Regions from separate parts of the Ovis aries genome. Here region 2 is linked to region 1. The links are chromatin contacts, called in public Hi-C maps. All regions are on one chromosome and are shown on one strand. The core of a region is the stretch at or near the end of the contact, and the rest is flanking DNA. Distances in the headings are between cores, read along the strand shown. Region 1 holds the start of LPP (LIM domain containing preferred translocation partner in lipoma). Region 2 holds the start of BCL6 (BCL6 transcription repressor).

Evidence for each region. Hi-C and Micro-C count contacts between places; a contact is called where the count stands out from the background.
Region 2: a Hi-C map of tail adipose tissue shows a contact between it and region 1, with 7 times the contacts expected there. The contact joins the promoter of BCL6 here to the promoter of LPP in region 1. A contact is called at or near these places in 7 of 16 Hi-C or Micro-C datasets (hypothalamus, liver, mixed tissues and 3 more).

The regions. Positions count from the first base shown.
Region 1 is chr1:199,989,048-199,991,687 of ARS-UI_Ramb_v3.0, reverse strand. LPP (LIM domain containing preferred translocation partner in lipoma) reads left to right here and starts at 1,288. Exons shown (of 12, transcript XM_042233292.2): 1 at 1,288-2,640.
Region 2 is chr1:200,383,667-200,386,306 of ARS-UI_Ramb_v3.0, reverse strand. BCL6 (BCL6 transcription repressor) reads right to left here and starts at 1,346. Exons shown (of 10, transcript XM_042233309.1): 1 at 1-1,346. It overlaps LOC105602706 (a long non-coding RNA gene), which reads left to right and starts at 1,695. Exons shown (of 3, transcript XR_001021447.5): 1 at 1,695-1,957.

The DNA of each region.
Region 1 (2,640 bases), core at 39-2,538:
AGGGCAGGCAAAGGCCCCACACCTCCCTCTTTCCCTTCCTCCTCTGCAAGCTCCCCGCGTTCCCCGCGTCTTCTCTTCCTCCAGGAAATCCACCGCCCTCGATGCACCCACCTTGGGGCCGGGCCACGGGCCCCGAGGTGGGCGCCCCCTCCCCCGGCGGCGAGCGCCGCGGCCCCGCGGGCACCCGCCTTCCCATACCTTACATGGACAAATGCGTGCAGGCAAAGTCAGGAATTCAGGCCCCTGACGTCAGCCTCCAGCTCTCAGGGCACCGCACGGGAGACCGAGGGGAGGGGGTGGGGACGGTGGGAGGAAGGAGGGGGAAAGGCACCAACCAGCAGCCGCTCCAGCCTTGCCGAAGTTTCACTTTTTGTCTGTGGGTTCGCTCCCGGGCCCCGCGCGAGCTTTCCCGGGATAAGTAGCTTTAGCGAGCGGGGGAGAGCCGGTCGCTGCAAGGTAAGGGCTGGCTGCGCGGCCCGGGGCGCGGGGCGCGGTGCGGGGCGCGGGGCCGGGCCTGGCCGGGGCTGGGGACAATGGGAGGGGGAGTGCCTGGGCACCTCCTCCTTCGCCGCTGCCTCCGCCTCCAGCCGCCGCCGCCGCCGCCGCTGCCCCGGCCGCCTCCTCCCCGAGGTATTGTTGCAAATCCTCCTTCCTTCCCCTCACCCTCCGCCCGCGGGCGCCTCGGGAACCCCCAGCCCTCCCCGGCAAGAGCGCCTCCGGGGTGGCAGGAGAGCCGGGCGCAGGGCACCCAACGCGCGTCCGGCCCGGGCCGCAGGGCCCGCGGTGCGGAAGTGCTGGCCGCGGCGCGAGCACGGGGTGCACGCGTGGGGGAGGGGGACCCCGAGTTTTTTGGGAAGCCTCGACCGGGGGCTGGGCGGGCTTGGAGGCCTTCCCTGCGCGCCCCCTGCCCGGGCTTTTCAGGACTCCCAGGGGGCGGGGCCACACCCAGCAGCTCTGCGCTTTCGCGGAATCACAGTTGTCACTGGGGAAGGGGCCTAGGAACCCAGGCATCAAGCTCCCCCATTTCCCAGCTGGGGCAACTGAGGCCTAGAGAGCTGAGTCTCCCCAAAGTCGCTCACTAGAGGCAGAGCCGTAACTAAAATAAATGGCTCCCGACTCCTGGTTCCTTTTCTCCAAGCAGTTCTCCAGCACTCGCTGTGTGCCGCCCTGTGCTGGGTTATTGGATCCAGAGGCGTTTAGGGCCTAGACTCTGCCCTCAGGAAGCGTTCAGTCAACCAAAGAACCAAACCTGACCCCAGACAGAAGGTGCTAAGTCCAGGGGAAAAGGCGCGGGGCGGGGCTTGGAGACAGGAGTTTGGTCTGGTCCTTCATGAGGGATCCGAGGCTTTTGAAGGATGAAGGGTTTTTCTGAAGTTAGTAACTAGGGACAAGGAATGAGGGCATGAGCCGGAGGGAACTGCAGAGGCAGAGAAGACTCAAGTGTGGAGAGTGGAGATGAAGCTGTAACTGTTACTGTGCTGGGGGCACGGCGTGGGGCAGCGTGGGCACATAAAATGGGATAATCAGTGGACTGTGCTTGAGTGCACTTGGACAGAGGGGTGTCTTTGGGATTTTGGGGTGCTGGGGAAGCTGAAGGATGTTTCTGGCTTCCTTTCCCTTCTCAGTGATCCACTGCCTGCTCACCATGAACACAAAATGCAAAAATTTCGCTTCACCTTTGAACTTCTTTTCTAGTACCAGACTCATTTAACTTTGTATCCAATCCCCTCTATCTTTTCTGTCTCCTACCCCCCTTTCTAAATTCCTTGCTTCCCAATAAACCCCATTTTCACTAAGGTGTTTAGTGACTTAATGGCCTACCTCTTTGAACACAAGAGCATTTTAAGAAAGCCTTTAAGTGGAAAGGGAAAAAGCAGCTAACACCCTCTTCCCTCCAACTCCCCTCCCCTCCTTCCTCACTACCCCTTGCTCTTACAGATAGGGAAATATAAATGAAGGCTCAGAGAAGGTGAGTGCCAGTACTAAAGTCTACAGTAAATTTTGGTAGCTGGTGGGAGGCCAGAACTCTCAGTAGGGTTCTTTGTATCCCATGACCAGCCTTCTTCCTTCAGGGTCTTTGTCTGCACCAGGGTCAGTCAAAAGGTTGCAAGGCAGACTTCCAACCTCAGCACCCAGGCTTTAGAATCTGGAGTATAGATTCTAGGTAAGAAATATGTAATTGGGGTCAGCTGTCTGAACAGTGAGGTTGCGAACCTGGAGCCCTTGGGTCAGGCAGCCACCCAGTGTCGTGCTCCTACATGTGGGTGGGCCTGGACCTGGCTTCGAGGATTGGCAGGAGGAGAAACTTCTATTGAGCTGGTTACTATGATTGGGACTGACAGAGTGGGACCCTTCTTGGCAGGACATATTCCAGTGAACAGTCAGTTCCAGACAGTGGTTGATGGGAGAGGAGGCTTCATTATGAAGGTCCTTAAAAATGCCAGGCATGGATATGACTTGAAGTCATCATTTGAGGGTTTTGAGCAGGCTGGGACATGAGCGAGAAGGGAGGAACTGGCACTGGGTAATCCTCTGCCGCCCATTCCAGTGAGAGAGGCAATAATCTGGCCTAAGAATTATCAATGAGTGTTTGCTCATTTACTCCACAGTTACTACTGCTTACTACATGCCATTGGCAAA
Region 2 (2,640 bases), core at 97-2,596, 390 kb before region 1:
TGTTTTCACAAAGCTTGCACCACGGGAAAAATAAAAATTTAGGAAAGCAGGGAAACAGCCATTGGGAGCTAACACCGAGTCACGCAGCGCCCAAAATACAAACACCACGACCGCCAGAAATCCCGCCACCTTCCCGCTTGGCTGGGCCGTTCTGCGAAGGTTCCCGGAGTCCCCGCACTCTGAACAGCACCGCAGGTGCAAACGCGCACCCCTTTCCCACCCCCACCCCCAAATCCCCATCCCGCCACAAGCCTCTCTCCCCAGGACCGGGAGAGGGAGCGCGCGGGGGTTCCCGACTCCCTAGACTGCAACCAAGAAAGAATGATTTCCAAACTATTCAACATCCCCGCCCCCAGGCAAGCTAAACCTCCCCCAAAACGCAGGGGAAGGGGACACCAAAACGCTCGGATCTCGTTAGGAAGATCGCGGCTCAGAAAGGAACACTTCATCTGGGTTTATGAAGGGGAAAAAAAATAAATATCCACTAGGAGTTCGCTTGCATTTCTCCTCCAAAATCTCGGCTCGGAGGTGGGGAATCGAGAGGACCGAGGCCGGTGGAAGGGAGCCAGCGGGGCGAGCGAAAGGGCAGTCTCCCTCCTCGCCTCCCGGAGTGACCAAGAAGGACGGGAGAGGGGAAGGAAGGAGAGGCGAGGGAAAGGAGAGGGAAGGAAGGAAGGCGAGGCTGGAGCGAGGGAGCAAGGAAGGCAGTTTGCAAGCGAGAAAAGAGGGAAAAAAAAACACAGCCGCACGAATCCAGCGAGATCACAAGCCGTACGCAAGCAGCAGCAGAAAGAGCGAGAGCGCGAGCGCGCGTCCTCTCCGCCGTCTGGGGCCAGACAGCCCCCAGACTTGCCCGAATCACCCCCCAAGCACTGTCTCGTCCTTTCTGCTCCGGCCGCCCCCTAATTCCCCTCCTTCCTCTCCTCCACCTCCTCTTCAAAAACCAAAACAACACAAGGGAGGGTGGCAAAAGCCTCCCCAAACCGGCCAATTCACTCAAAGACAACAAGAATAAAATAATAAAAATATAAAAATCTACATCCTAGAGTGGGAGAGACGTGGGACTAATCTTCGGCATTTATTTTAACACCTGACAGCTACAATAAATAAATATATACATTTACATCAATAGATACACATAGGAAACTTGGAGCCAAAGCATTTGGCAAGAGCAGAAAAAAAGAATTAAAAGGTAAAATAATGATCATGAGCAGCGGCGGCGGCAGCGGCACCAGCGGCAACAGCGGCGGCGGCAGCAGCAGCGGCGGCAGCAACAGCAATAATCACCTGGTGTCCGGCCTTTCCTAGAAACTTCTTGCATCACCACTTCTAAGAACCCCAGTTCTAAGAATCAACAGAGCTCAATTCTCGGAATTTGAGCTGGGGACTTTACCACTGCTACGTAGCAGGGGAGGACTCGGTGTCAGCTCTCCACGACTTATGCCTCCTCCGGGCCATAAAAAGCCCTCCAAGCCAAAATATTTTCCCGCTGTCCCGCAGATTTTGGGGTCCTCACGGGCTGAACGTCTCGGGTTTGGAGATTTCGGCGCGAGGGTCGAGGGGCCGGACGGTGGCTCTCCCTCCCCGGCCCCCGGTCGGTGGTACAGCCTGCTCCGCCACCGTCACGTGGGCGCCCCTCTGTGACGTCGGCGTCTTCGCTGTAGCAAAGCTCGGCCTCTGGAATTCTGAGAACTAATTTGCTATTCGGTGACATAAGAGGGGGAGTGCGCTTTGCTTCCCCGGGGTCTGGGGCTCATTTCTCCTCTCTTCCCCATAAACTCAGCTCCTCCGAGCTCAAAACACAAAAGGAAGCGAGAGGTTCGAACCTTTGGGAAAAGTCTGTTATATATAGTAGGTTTCGGGGCGAGTAAGGGAAAAAAAAAAAAAAAAAACACCACAGCTCTTTCCAGCTAGAATATTAGGCACCACGAGAAAAATATTTGCCAAGCAGTTTTCGGTGGGTTCATTTGCTTTATTTTTATTTGGGACAGTTTGGGATTTTTTTTTTTTTCCTTGGTGTGGTGGTTTGGGATTTGGGGTGGTTGTATTATGATGGTTTGCGGATTTTTGCTTCTGATTTTTGCCTTTTGCAACTTTGTGATGTTACGTAAATCGTAGGATCCCGCATCGGTTGGATTTTGTTTTGTTTTACCCCTATGAAATGTCTCAAACGATTTAAGGAAGACGTGTTATTTTAATACTGATAGTGTTGAAAGAAGCTTGAGTTTTTTGTCATATGTAACAATTCCGACCCCCACTTTTTTCAGGGGGGCGGGGAAGGGTGTTCAATTTTCCTTTTTCCCTTGGACTTTTACTGAGAGGACGCTCTCCTGCGCTAGAAAGACATGTTCAAAGGATTTGTTTTGGTTTGTTTCTTTCCAGGACAGCAAGTGGTGGGTTTACTCTGTTATTGTTGACTCTTAGGAAAATTCTTGCTGCAAGAAACGTGTGTGTATGTGTATGTGTACGCGTACGCGTGTGTTCTACAAAATTCTGTGAGCCAAATACATGTTTGTGTTCTGCTTTTTCTTTAGGTCTTGGTTCCCCCCGCTCTCTCCCAGCTCGTTTCAAGGTCGTTGTTAAAAATCTCTCCTGTCTGTGTTTAAAGAGACCAGCCGGAGGGAATTCTAAAGGCCTGCG